Regions from separate parts of the Macaca mulatta genome. Here region 2 is linked to region 1. Evidence: chromatin contacts called from public Hi-C data. All regions are on one chromosome and are shown on one strand. The core of a region is the stretch at or near the end of the contact, and the rest is flanking DNA. Distances in the headings are between cores, read along the strand shown. Region 1 holds the start of TM9SF4 (transmembrane 9 superfamily member 4). Region 2 holds the start of PLAGL2 (PLAG1 like zinc finger 2).

What was found. A called contact is a pair of places that touch in the nucleus more often than the background predicts.
Region 2: a Hi-C map of liver shows a contact between it and region 1, with 2.1 times the contacts expected there. The contact joins the promoter of PLAGL2 here to the promoter of TM9SF4 in region 1. A contact is called at or near these places in 2 of 14 Hi-C or Micro-C datasets (cortical neurons and liver).

Annotation. Positions count from the first base shown.
Region 1 is chr10:84,933,192-84,940,363 of T2T-MMU8v2.0, forward strand. It overlaps TM9SF4 (transmembrane 9 superfamily member 4), which reads left to right and starts at 2,754. Exons shown (of 18, transcript NM_001260631.1): 1 at 2,754-2,780. The coding sequence starts at 2,766.
Region 2 is chr10:85,026,762-85,034,177 of T2T-MMU8v2.0, forward strand. PLAGL2 (PLAG1 like zinc finger 2) reads right to left here and starts at 1,418. Exons shown (of 3, transcript XM_015149266.3): 1 at 1,316-1,418. It overlaps POFUT1 (protein O-fucosyltransferase 1), which reads left to right and starts at 1,555. Exons shown (of 8, transcript XR_013399774.1): 1 at 1,555-1,740; 2 at 3,706-3,827.

The DNA.
Region 1 (7,172 bases), core at 1,504-4,003:
AACCCCTTATCAGATCGTTTTTGATTGGTAAATATTTTCTTTAGCTCTGGCGGTCACCTTTTTACTCTCTTGTTTCTTTTGCTGTGCAGAGCTTTTAAGGTTGATGCAATCTCACCTGTCTATTTTTCCTTTTGTTTCCTGTGCTTTTAGTGACATATCCAAAAAATCATTGCCCAAGCCAATGTCAAGTTTCCCCATGTCTTCTTCTAGTAGCTTTACAGTTTCTGGCCCTATAAGTCTGTAATCCATTTTGAATTGATTTTTGTATATAGTATGAGATAAAGGTCCAATTTCATTCTTTTCCATATGGATATTCATTTTCAGGGATGATGAAAATGTTCTGGAGATGGAGGATGGTAATGACTGGCAACATTGTGAATGTAGTTGATGTCACTGAATTGTGCACTTAAAAATGATTAAAATAGTCAATATTTTGTTACGTATATTTTACAACAATGAAAAAAACTTAGGCCAGGTTCAGTGGCTCACACCTGTAATCCCAGCCCTTTGGGAGGCCAAGGCAGGCAGATCACTTGAGGTCAGGAGTTCTAGACCAACCTGGCCAACACAGCGAAACCCCATCTCTACTGAAAATACAAAAACTCAGCTGGGCTTGGTGGCATGCACCTGTAATCCCAGCTACTCAGGAGGCTGAAGCAAGATAATTGTTTGAATCCGGGAGTCAGAGGTTGTAGTGAGCTGAGATCATGCCACTGCACTCCAGCCTGGGCAACAGAGTGAGACTCCATCTCAAAAAAAATATTTTTTTGGAAAGAAAAAGAGAAACTTGCCCATGTTATGGAGCTAATGAGTGGTAGAGATGGGCTCTGAACCCAGGCAGTCTAGTTCTAGGATTCTGGCTTATGTCACTAAAAGAGATTGGGATGTGAAAGCCCTTTAGGGGAAAATACAAAGCATGAGAAGAAAAAAACGGAAATACTAAAAAATAATAAGCCATTTATGGAGCTTTGCTCCTTATCAGTTATCCTTCTTCAGGCAGCTAGAAATGGTGGGAAACACTCAGGATCGAAGCTCTAGAAAAACTGGTTCCAAGTTTGGAACATATGAGACTGCAGCAAATTCCTCCTAGTCTCTCAAGCTTCCTCCTCCTTGGGGTTAATAGCCAATCTTCCAATCTTTGGAATGGTTGTGCCGGTCACAAGAGTTAATGGGTGTGTGTTTCAATGATCTATTCCTGAAATGATCTATAATAAACCACCCCATTCTAAAACAGCTGGGCTCAGCTGGGCAGTTCTTTTGGTCCACATGGGGTTCATGAGGTTATTCATGTAGCTGCATTCAGCTAGCAGCTCAGTGGAGGCTGGAATGTCCAAGATGACTTCAACTACTTATTACAGTGCTCAGCTGGAGTTTCTGGGATGTCTTGAGGAGTTGGCTGGGCCTCCCTCTCTCCAGGTGCCTTTTCAGCAGAGTAGCTACACTTCTTTATAACTAAGATGGTAGAATCAGGCGTTTTCAATCCTCTTAAGGCCTAGGCTCAGTACTGGCAGAATCACTTGTAGCACATCCTATTAGTCAAAGCAACCAACATGACCAGCCAGATTCAACATCATGTAAAACAGAGTCTATCTCTTGAGGAGGGAAACCGTATGCTCATCATGCAAGGATGGACAGAACCAGATGGCAGCTATCTGCAGAGAATCCACCACAGTGGTGCCCATAGGTGGGGATCAGAGTTCAACTGTCCCTTGCCCCCTAGAATTAGATAAAAAGGGTCTTATGAACTGTTTTAGCACAATGCCAAGTGCTGCAGCACACACCAAATGCTCAGCAAGTGCTGATGATTATTATTAACATTACTATTCTTTTAATAGCTTTTTAAAATAGTCTAAGATGGCACTGTATTCAGTTTAAAGTGATATCCATGGGCCAAATGAACTTTGAGTTCTTTCCTAACCTTAATACCATGATTCTTTGAGTCTCTTTTTTACAGATTTGGAAACTGAGTCTTAGGAAGATTGCGTGACTTATCTGGAGTTACATACTAAGCTGGTGCATGACGTCCACGTTCAGAGATATCTCCCTCCACTGAATATGCTGGTTTTCACTCCTTCACTTAAAAAATAATGTATTGGGCACCTACCACAAGCCCAAAGGAGTATAATAAACATATACTGACAATTATTTATTGAATACATCCTATTTAATATTGTGTCACTGAATCCTCATCACAAGCCTATGATGAACCCCCTTCCCATTTTACAGATGGGAATGAGGCAGAGCAAGGTTAAAATAAAAAACAAACAAAAAACAGGGTCTGTCCTCATAGGGATTACAGTCTACTAAAGAGGATATAGGACAGTCAAACAAATAATTAAATATATAATTACAAATTGTTCTTGGAGTCGGACTGCCCTTGGAGCCCGAGTGCCCACCCTCTCCCTCAAATCAAGGTCTCAGGTAGCCCTGGCAATGGGTCTTCCTGCCAGTAGTAAAGATGGCGCTGAGACCACGAGCGCATTTTCACACACCCCCATTACCCACAATGCAGCGGGGATAGGGGAGGCTCAGTTTCTGCCAGGAGCTAATATGGCTTCCATAGTTACACCGTTCTCTCTCTTCAACTAATCAGTGACCTTACTTTCCCAGACCAGACTGTGGAGCAGGAGCTAAGACTCCTTTTACCCTCTGCTGACCGCTGCTACAGGAGCGGTTGAAGCTAGGCGACCACCTTGCGGAGTTAAACTCCGTAACCTGGGAGCACCACTTCCGCTGACGTCATTACGGCGACACGTGGATCCAAGATGGCGACGGCGATGGTGAGTGAAGGAGACTCCGGGAGCGGGAGCTGGAGCGGGGCCCTCCGGGGTATCCCAGGATCTTCCAGCACCCCATGCCTGACCCTGAGCCACCTCCGGGACCCCTGACTCAGGCCTGAGGGCTGCCTCTGACTGGGCTGGTCTCCCCCGAGATCCACCTCCCCGGTCCTGCCCCTGCACTCAGGCTTGTCAAGGCCTCAAGTTTTGGGGGAGGCGCCGTTTTGGAGAGAGACCTTGGCTCCTACCTTCGCCGGTTCCCATTCTCCTTTTGGTCTCCGCCCACTGTGAGCCCCATTTTCCAGTTTTCACCTCCCAGTCCTGACCCCTCTGAAGACCCTCGCCCCCGTTATTCTCATCCTTGCTCCTCCCCGTCACGTCCAGACCCTGCTCTCCCCGCCTCCCCACCATCCTAACCAGTCCGCGGATGTGACCTCCCCTCTGACCACCCTCCCAGCCCAAGCGCTGCCTCAGATCCTTTGCAGAGCCCTGTCCTCACTTACACTCATAGCTGTCCCCATCCCGCACTCCTCTTGACTGCCGCTACCCCAGAGCTTGCCCTCACTTACCCCACCCCCATCTTTCATCCCTAGACGCTTCCCTGCGCCTCCTGTCTTCTCTCAGTCAACTCCCTGCCCCTCTTCTAGGGGCCTTTTACCCTGTTGGTTCTCAAACTTTACTGTGCGAAAGAATCTCGGGCTGTGCAGGAGGAGGCGTGCTAAAAATGCAGTTTCCTGAGCAGCCCCACTCCCAAAGATTCTAATTCCATAGGGCCAGGTGATGCCCAGAAATCTGCCCTTTTATAAGCACTCCAGTGATTATGGTGGAGGTGGTCTGCGAACTACGTTTTGAAAAACACTAATAGCACCACCTCACTGCTGTCCTTCCCCTTCCCTAACATGGCCACACAGCTCGTTAGGGATGAAGGCTCATTATGATGAAGCTATATGTTGGGATGAAGTCTGTGTGGATGAGGGTGGAGGTAAAAGAGCCATGCTTGGAAGTTGGGTCAGAGCTTGCGGGCTCCTGATGCAGAACCCTGGAAGTAAATCTTTGAAGGACTGGCCCTTCTTCCAAAAGTTTAGTTCAAATTCTGATCGTCAAGAGACCAAAACTAAAATTGAAGTCACTTAGTTCAGAATGATTTGCTGGATCTTCCTGCTTACTGCTTCGTCAGCAGATAATTTCATCCTGGGAGTGAATGACAAGGAAGGCTCAGAGAAAAGGAAATGACATTTGATTTTAGCAAAGGAAGATTCTGGCTTAAATAATTTGGTGTTGGTTTTCTCCAAACAGGTATATATTATTGACTAGTAGCAGTTTTCCCTCCTTCTCTTAGCTGACTGAGAACTTATCTTTTGTTTAATGAGGGATTCCTTATTTAGAACTTCAGAGGTCACGTAAAAAGATTTCATGACCTTACCTGGTTTCTGTGGTTTCAGACTTCAGGCTGAACCATGAATGGAGCAAATCCTCAAAGTAGTATATTGAAACTTGTATATATATATATGTATGTATATATATTCTGGTGCACATTCAGAACAAAGATGGTGTAAGAACTTAACAGGAAATCACACCCTCTCTTGCTATAAGGAAAACATTGAATAAAGTGAATAAAGTGGTATTTACAGCACTGCACTGGGAAATCCCTGCCTTGGTCAGAGATTTTTAAGAGGTTATAAGTTAGCCATACATATATGTGGTACACATCTATTTAGTCAACAAGTATTTGAGTACCGATTCTGTTCCATGAACTAGGGGTGTAGCTGTGAATTAGAGGGTCAAGGTCCCTACACTTGTGGAGCCTTTCTAGTTTGAGGAGACAGGCAGTGAACAAGTAAATACATAAACAAAATAATGTCACCAGTAAATGCTGTGAGGACAGCAAAATGAAGTGATAGTGATTGGGGTGACTAGATGACACAACTACTTTGGATTGAGTGGCCAGAAAGAAGTCTCAGAGGAGGTGACTTGAGTTGAAACATAATTAACAAGAAGGAACCAGCCATTCAAAGAATATTCCAAGCAAAGGAAATGGCAAGTGTAAGGGGCCGAGGTGGGAGGGAGCTTGGTGGTTTTGAGGAACACACAGAAGGCTGGAGGAGCCAAGCATGGTGAGGGTTGGGGTAGGAGAGAATGATACAAGATGAAACTGGAGGGAAGCAAGAGCAACTGTTTTGAAAAGCATGCCTGGAATTGGGATGGACTGCAGTCTACATTTTGTTGACGGTCAATTGCATTTTGAAATAGAGTGTTGTATTAGGCTGCTTCCCCTTCCCATCCCCTTGAGGACAGTACTTGAAGGGAGCCAGCTTGTTCTCAGTTGGCACAGAGGCTGTGGAAAGGAGTTTGGATTTTAGTCTAAGCACAGTGGAAAGGACGGAGATTTTGCCCAGCACAGTGACTCAACCTGTAATCCCAGCATTCTGGGAGACCAAAACAGGGAGATCGCTTGAGCTCAGGAGTTTGAGACCGGCTTGGACAACATGGCAAAACCCTATCTCTACAAAAAAAAAATACAAAAGGAAAAAATTAGCTGGGCTTGGTGGTGTGCACCTGTAGTACTAGCTACTTCGGGGGCTGAGGTGGGAGGATCACTTGAACCTGGGAGGTCAGTACCAAGGATACAGTGAGCCCTGATCACAGCACTGCACTCCAGCTTTGGCAACAGAGCGAGACCCTGTCTTAAGAAACGACAACAGGCCGGGAGCAGTGGCTCACGCCTGTGATCTCAGCACTTTGGGAGGCTGAAGCAGGCGAATCACTTGAGGCCAGGAGTTCGACACCAGCCTGGCCGACATGGTGAAACCCTGTCTACTAAAAATACAAAAATTAGCCGGGTGTGGTGGCACGCACCTGTAATCCCAGCTACTCGGGAGGCTGAGGCACGAGAATCGCTTGAACTCAGGAGGTGGAGGCTACAGTGAGCCAAGATCGTGTCACTGCACTCCAGCCTGGGCGACAAGAGTGAGACCCTGTCTCGCAAAAACAAAACAAAACAAAAACCACCACCAACAAAACCCTGAAAGTACGGTGATTTAGCATTTGTTGTGCCATCTGGGAGTATTGTACTGAAAAAGTAACTGATTTAAAGAAACTGAATATGTAATGTATGCAGTGACACGCAGAGGCCAGTTTAAAGGGTGCATATGGAGAAACTTCGTATCTGGTGCAATAGTGAAAAGGTGTGGAAGCAAATTTATTATGGGGGTATGTGAGTAAGGGGCAAAGTGGAGTCACAGGGTTGAGTTTGATCTGTGTCAGCACTTCATTACACGGAAGTCAGAATAGTCCCCACTCCCTCATACACACCCTCATTTCATAACCATTGGTGGGGGGTGAGGGGTGCGGTAGATCTACTTTGGAGTGTATGGGTCACTGACATGAGTCATACAGACAAAGAGGAACTGAACTAGTGGATTCAGTGGCCGTGGGAACAGCCGGGTTTTTGGTTTGTCCTTTGTTTTGAAAGTTAGGGTTGTGGGTGCAAGTGCAGTGGCATGTGAGCCTTTCCATTTCTCTCCTTGGTGAATGGCTCTTCTTCCCCAAGCGTTGGGCTGCCGTCTCCCAGAACGACGTTAGTATAGAGGGTGTTTCCTGAACCTGCAGGGCAAGACTTCTCCCTCCATGAAAGATAGCTGGTATAAACTGAAGTTCTCTTTGATTTTCCTGTCTTCTTCCATCCTTAGATTTCGACTACTCTGTGAAGTTACAGGATACAGTGTTAATCTAGCTAGGTCTGAACTGAGAGGTGGGCTCATGTCTCACTCTTTATGGAAAACGGTTCTTGGGAATATTATTTCACTGAAACTTGGCAAATGTCCATTGAGTACATTTCTAGATGTCTCAGGAGTCTAGAAACTTCAGTTTGGAGAATAAAACTCTGTACTTCTCTCACATCATTGTTCATACTGTTTTGGTTTTTATTATAATCTTTTTTATGGATATAATTCATATGCCATAAAATTCACCCCTTTAAAGTATATAATTTAGTGGGTTTTAGTGTTTTCATAGGTTGTGCATACACTAAATGTGATGGTTATCACCATTGTGTAATTCAGAACATTTCATCACCCCCAAAAGAGAGTCACTCCCTACTCTTCCCTCCCCACAGCCCTAGGCAACTACTAATTTACCTTCTGACCCTATGGATTTGCCTATTATGGACATTTCATACAAAGATAATTATATAATATGTGATCTTTTGTGTCTGGCTTCTTAGCATAATGTTTTCAAAGTTTGTTCATGTTGTATCATGTATCAGTAGTGCCGCATCCCTTTTTATGGCTGAATCTTCCCTTGTATGGATGTACCACAGCTTGTTTATCATTCATCAGTTGATGAACATTGGGATTGTTTTCACTCTTTGGCTGTTAGGTATAATGCTGCTGTGAA
Region 2 (7,416 bases), core at 168-2,667, 92 kb after region 1:
TCAAACAGGATTAACAGGGGTTGGATTTACTCGCAGGCTGCTAATTCTTCTGTCAGTGTAGATGGGCCCTCTTTAGAGTCCCTTTGATTCACTATTTCCTCAGATTCCTGCTGCCTCCCACTCCTGGGGAGGCCTTGAACAAATGGCTGCAACTCATCACAACCCCATTTTCATGGGGAGAAAACCTGATTCGACACCCCCGCCCCCAATCTGGTGGCCTCACTTTAGGAGAGAAGGGTTAGAAACCCAAGGCCAGACTCACAGTCCCATGGCTGACAGGTGGAAAAACACACAAGCCAGGAGACAGGCTATGCTTGCAGGTGAAAGCACCGATTCCCCCACACACCTGTCCCCATATCCTCCTCCTAACAGGGCCCTTTCTCCCCACCAAGGTGGGCCACAGCCTGGTCCCAGGCCAGCTTTTAGACCACCCCACTGTGGTGTGGGAAAGGTTCAATTTCCCCGAGCCTGGGAGAGATGGGAGTAGATGAGGGCTGGAGAAGCAAGGGAAATTCAGGGAGAAGTCTGGAGGGAGTCTCCGGGATGGGAAGGAAGAGCCGGGATGGGAAGGAAGAGCCAGGATGGGAAGGAATCGTGAGCAAGTTTCCTGGGTCTCTAAGGGATCCCCACAAGAATGAGATGGGGGATTCTAAGGGTTTGAGGGCTGGGGGGTTGGGGATAGTCAGAAGTGAATCCTCCGAATTTCAAGAGGGTCTCAAAATGGGTAACAGGATGGAAGATGTCGAAAGCTTGGGAGTATGGCCACTGAGGAGGGAACTACAGGTGGGGCTTATCCGACTTCTCCAGACCCAGATATTTGAGGGAAGCCTCAAAGGGGGTTACATAAGTCTGAAAAATGAAACAGGGTACAGAGCGGGCTATCTGGAGCAGCAAAGGGGGTTATGTGGGTCTGGGTAGGCGTGTCGGAGGGAAGGAGCAGGTGCAGCTTATCTGCGTCCCCCAGACCCGGGTCCCTGGTAAGGTCAGCAGCGCGTTATCTGGGTCTCCAGGGAGCCTGGGGGTCGGGAGTGGGGGTCCCTCAGGACTGCGTCTCCAGGTCTCGGAAGGGAGGGGACCAGTGGCCTCCTCGGGTCCCCCAGACACAGGTATGGGGTCCAGGGAGAGTTTTCGTCACCCCAGGGCCTATCTGAGGCCGGGTTGGCGCAGACCGGGCCCCGGATCGGGGGTGTGGGCGACCGCGCTGAGGGGCCCGAGATGAGGAGCGCCGCCGCTCCGGGTACAGGGCGCGCGGACCCAGCGAGACGGCCTCCCGCCCCGCTCCCCGCCGTCCCCTGGGGCCCTCGCCGGCACTCACCGCGCTCGGGGCCCCGCGCTGCGGGCCGGGCCGCGCTCGGGCTCCGCCAGGCCCGCTCAGGCCCCGGTAGTGGCGGCGGTCGGGCCATTGTGCGGTGCATTGTGGGAGCCGCGCGAGCGGGCGCTCGGGTCGTGGAGGGGGCGGTGCCGCGGGATCTCTATGGTCCCGCCCGCCCGCGGGCTAGAGCGGCCGGGGCGGTGCGCGGGCGGCGCGCAGGGACCGCCGGGAGCGGGGCGGGCGCTTGCGTTCCTCCTTCTGTCCCCGACTGTTCGCCGCGGCTGTCTCGGGTTCCCGGGCCGACATGGGCGCCGCCGCGTGGGCACCGCCACTGCGCGTGCCTTTCCTGCTGCTGCTTCTGCCGCTCCCGGGGATGCCCGCGGGCTCCTGGGACCCGGCCGGTTACCTGCTCTACTGCCCCTGCATGGGTAAGGCCTCCCGAGCCCTCTGCTCAAATGGAGAAATCGAGGCCGGGAGAGGAGAAGCAACTCCTCTGATGCGCCCAGAGACACCTTCACAGGTCCAGGAGGGAACCTCAGAGCGGGACAGGGCATGCTCTTCTCTCTGCCCTAGTTGCAAGGGCACAGGGGGGCCAACGTGTCCAGCCTTCCATTTGACAGATGAGAAAACTGAGGCTGGGAGAGGTTATGTGACTTGCTAGAGGTCTAAGCTAGCCCAGGGTCCAGTAAATGGAGTTACTGGGGCAGGACTTGATGTCACTGACCCACGCTGGCTCCTGGTGATTTTTCATTCATTCAGCAAATATTTATGGGGCACCTATTCTGTGCCAGGCCCTGTTCTCTGTGCTGGGAATACCGCAGTGAATAAGATAAACTCCGCGTCCTTGTAGAGCCTTCATTTTAGTTGGGGAAGACAACCAATAGAGAATAAGTAGGCCAGCCGCGGTGGCTCACTTCTGTAATCCCAGTACTTTGAGAGACCGAGGCAGGATCACTTGAAGCCAGGAGCTCGAGATCAGCCTAGGCAACATAGTGAAAATCCAATCTCAAAAAAAGAGCATGGTATCATGTGCCTGTAGTCCCAGCTACTTGGGAAGCTGAGGTGGGAGGATCTCTTGAACTGAGGAATTTGAGGCTGCAGTGAGCTCTGATCTTGCCACTACACTGCCAGCGTGGGTGACAGAGTGAGACCCTGTCTCGAAACAAGCAAACAAACCCAGTAAGGGATAAACATAAAACAATAAGTACATAGTTTCATAGAGGGTGATGAATACTAAGGGGAAATAAAGAGAGCAGGGTAGGGAGAATCTAAAGGCCATGCCAGGTGCACAGTTGAAATGGGTGTGGTGGATCATCATTGTGGAAGTGGATGATCTTAAGGCCCCCAATGGCTTCCAGACTCCTGACCATGGCTTTCAGGGCCCTGCATGAGGTAGCCTCCACTGGCCATCTCCACAACTCCCTTCTCTGCTGATCCTCCAGCTGCAGCCACACTTATCTCCTTTGCGTTCCTCACACATGCTCAGGTCTTCCAGTCTGCACTGCTGCAGGTGGCAGTCCCTATGCCTGGAACCCTCTCCTCCATTTCTGCCTGACCACTGTTTCCCATCCTTTAGATCTCAACCTAAATGTCACCAGAAAGGATTTCACTGACCTCTACCCAAGTAGTCTCATTACCCTATCACCAAACTTTTTCCATCTCTTTCTGGCGATTATCAACATTTTTCATGTATTTGTTATATGTTTAGTGTCTCCCCAGTGAACTGTGAGTGCCTTGGGGGCAGAAGCCTTGTCCTTCTTGTTCATTCCTGTATCCCAGCACCTAGCACAGAGTCTGGCACATTGTGGCCTCTCAGTCATATCTGTGAAATGAACGAACAGATGGCACGCTGGGATTAACAAAAGGAAGTACACAGGGTCCTTGCTTCTGAGGCATTCACAGGCTGAGGAATCAGCCAGTACAAAGGCCAGGAAGTGGATAAAGATATTTGAGGAAAATTGAAGAACTGAAGTAACTCAGAGCCAAAGTGGGAGGTAAAGGAGGAGAGTGAGTATGGCAGGGGATTGGTGAAAGGAGCCCAGTGAATGAGGCATTCGAGTTGCCCTTCCATGTGCAGGTGAATGGAGATAAAGGTAGAAGGGCTCTTCTGGCTGAGGGACAGCAAGATCAGAGGCATTGGGTGGGGACGGGAATTGTAGAGCATGTTGGGAAAACAGCAAGAAGCCTGGAGTGGCAGAAGCAGTTGTTGCAGGACCTGAAGAGCCTTGGATATCAGACCCAAGAGTCCAGACTTGTTCTTATGCTGCCAGGTCCCCTAGTTCTCCTTGGTATCCCTGACTTTCTACCCCTGGCTCCACAACCTTTCTGAGCCCTGCATGCTCTATGCCTTCCATGCCCCAGGCCTCACCTCACCCACAATGTACCATTTCCAGGGCGCTTTGGGAACCAGGCCGATCACTTCTTGGGCTCTCTGGCATTTGCAAAGCTGCTAAACCGCACCTTGGCTGTCCCTCCTTGGATTGAGTACCAGCATCACAAGCCTCCCTTCACCAACGTGAGTACTTCCCCCTGACCTTGACCCTTCTCTGCCCTTCCTCAGTCTTGCTTACTTACACTTAACCCTCAAGTCCTCTGGGCTTTACCTCCCACTCCTCTGAGATTGCCCTACCTCCAGCCAGAACTGTCTTCACTGCAATAACAATGCCTAACATTTATCCAGCACCTGTTGTGTGTGGCTGCATGAGAATTAGCTCATTTCACCCTCATCACTTGCCTGTGAGGAAACCGGGGTTTACAGAGGTTAGGTAACTTGCCCAAGATCACACAGCCTGTGAGTAGGAGAGCTGGAATTCAAAGCCTTCTTTGTCTGACTCCAGAGCCTGTGACTTGAACCTAAAGCCTCCATTTCCTTCCCTGATTGGTCCTACCCTCTGTGCATTCCATTGGCCAAGGGTGGTAGATGCTCTTATCAATTTTAAAGGAGACATGCAGGAACAGGTTATTTAATAATATGTCCAAGGCCACAACCCAGGCAGTCTGGCTTCAGTGCCTCTCACCCCATCAAGGGGCTCCCTTGTCATGCGATGCTCACCGGCCCCCAGTTCCTTGCTTATTCTTTGTGTCTTCCAGTGACCCTGTGTCTTTGTTCATATTGTATCTCCCGGAGCCTGACAGTAGGAACTTAATTAATATTTGATGAATTGACTTAATAATTTTTCAGTAGACATCAGAAATAATACTTAGTGTGAACAAAACACTTAATTTCATTCTTACAACTTTTTCTCTGCATAGATTTTACTTTTTCCTTTGCATGCCAGTATTTACAGAGGTTGTGAGATGGAGTCTTTTTTTTTTTCTTTTTTTTTGGGATGGAGTGTTGCTCTTGTTGCCCAGCATGGAGTGCAGTGGCGCGATCTCGGCTCACTGCAGCCTCCACCTCCCAGGTTCAAGCAATTCTCCAGCCTCAGCCTCCTGAGTAGCTGGGATTACAGGCATGTGCCACAGTGCCCGGCTAATTTTGTGTTTTTTGTAGAGACGGGGTTTCACTGTGTTGGTCAGGCTGGTCTCAAACTCCTGACCTCAGGTATTCCACCCGCTTCAGCTTCCCAAAGTACTGGGATTACAGGCGTGAGCCACCGCACCTAGCCTTTATGGAGGTTTTGAACAGCAGTCAAAAGCCTGAGTACCTGAGATCGTAGTCTGACTTGGGTTCTTACTAGTTACATGGCCTGGACAGGGTACTTTACCTCTTTGTGCCTCAGTTTCCTCATTTTAAAAATAAGCTGGTAATGATTCTTGTTACCGTCTTGTGGTAAGGACTGAATGAGTCAGTGACAGTAACACGCCTTCAGTGTTGTCATATGCCACCTCCCTCTTAGAAGCAACTGAGCTCATCAACGTACAGATCCTAGAGTCCTTAGTTAATAGAAACCATTGATGTTCTGATAGTTTCACACTCACTTTTTTTATTTTATTTTTTTAGATGGAGTCTCGCTCTGTTGCCAGGCTGGAGTGCAGTGGCGCGATCTCGGCTCACTTCAACCTCCGCCTACCGGGTTCAAGCGATTCTCCTGCCTCAGCCTCCCGAGTAGCTGGGACTACAGGTGCACCACCACGCCCAGCTAATTTTTGTATTTTTAATAGAGACAGAGTTTCACCATGTTGGCCAGGATGGTCTCAATCTCTTGACCGCATGATCTGCCTGCCTTGGCCTCCCAAAGTGCTGGGATTATAGGCGTGAGCCACTGCGCCTGGCCTCGTACTATTAGAGTGTAGACATTGCCAATCCATCTCCCTCTGGCTTGCTTGCCTCTGTCTCTTTGCCTTCTCAGCCAGTTGTCTTTCTGAATCCCCACTTCCTTGCTTTCTGTGGCTTACTTACCTGCCTCAACAAGGCTCTTCTTTGCCACTGTTAGCATTCTCACTGAGGTCACCAGTGACCTCCAAATTGGCAGGGGTTATTTTCCAGTCTTTCTGTCACCTGACCTCCCAGTGGCACCTGACCCTGTGAGCCTCTCCTTCCTGAACTTCCCTGTTCCAAGACACCACCTGTCCCTGCTACAATCTAACCTCTCAGCATTTTCCTCTTTACGCTGTATCAGGGGCTCCTTTTTCTCCACCCACTGTTTAGATGTTAGTGTTTCTCCTCTTTCTGTTTGCTTATCAGCTATGTGACCTCAGATGTTATCAAGATTCTGTATGCTTGGGTTTCTTCATAAGTAAACTGGAGATGGTTATATTCCTGCCTCTTAGGATTAAATGTGCAAATCTATGTAAAGTGATGAGTGCAGTACCTGGCACTGTGTCAGCATGCAGTAAATATTAGTTGCTATTATTACCATTACTTGCTTTGCTATAAATGTCTGTTGACTCCTGTGGCTTTTACTCTTCTCCATGTGCCTCCCAACTTTATCTCTGGCCCAGACTCAGAATCTCCCCCGATTACAGGCCTGTGTTTCTTTTTTCTTTTTATGTTTTTTGAGACAAGGTCTTACTGTTGCCCAGGCTGAAGTGCAGTGGCATGATCATCGCTCACTGCAGCCTCCTTCTCCTCAAGCAATCCTCCTACCTCAGCCTCCAAGTAGCTGGGATTACAGGCACCCACCACCACACCAGACTAAATCTGTGATTTTTAGTAGGGACAAGGTCTCGCTATGTTTCCCAGGCTGGTCTCAAACTCCTGCGTCTAAGCAGTCCTCCTGCCTCAGCCTTCCAAAGTGCTAGGATTACAGATGTGAGCCACCACACCCTGCAGAAATTTTTTTGGTTTTGTTTGTTTGTTTTTCATTTTTGATAAAGAGTCTCGCTCTGTCACCCAGGCTGAAGTGCAGTGGCACAATCTTGGCTCATCCGCCTCCCGGGTTCAAGTGATTTTCGTGCCTCCACCCCTGAGTAGCTGGGACTACAGGCATGCGCCACTACACCCGGCTAACTTTTTATATTTTTAGTAAAGATGAAGTTTCACCATGTTGGCCAGGCTGGTCTCGAACTCCTGGCCTCAAGTAGTCTACCTGCCTTGGCCTTGCAAAGTGCTGGGATTACAGGAGTAAGCTACCACACCTGGCCAGAAATTTTTTTTTCTTTCTTCGAGATGGAGTTTTGCTCTTGTCACCCAAGCTGGAGTGCAGTAGCACGATCTTGGCTCACCGCAACCTCCACCTCCCGGATTCAACTGATTCTCCTGCCTCAGATCTCCCGAGTAGCTGAGATTACAAGCACCCACCACCACGCCTAGCTAATTTTTGTATTTTTAGTAGAGATGGGGTTTCACCATGTTGTCCAGGCTGGTCTCCATCTCCTGACCTCAGGTGATCCATCCGCCTCAGCCTCCCAAAGTACTGGGATGATAGGCGTGAGTGACTGCACCCAGCCAGAAATGTTTTAAAATCTAGAAAAATATGCCGAGTGCAGTGGGAGGCAGGCGAATCACTTGAGGTCAGAAGTTCAAGACCAGCCTGGCCAACATGGTGAAACCCTGTCTCTGCTAAAAATACAAAAGTTAGCTGGGTGTCATGGTGCCCACCTGTAAACTCAGCTACTCAGGAGGATGAGGCAGAAGAATTGCTTTAACCCCGGAGGCGAAGTTTGCAGTGAGCCAAGATGGCGCCATTACACTCCAACCTGGGAGACAGAGCAAGACTCCA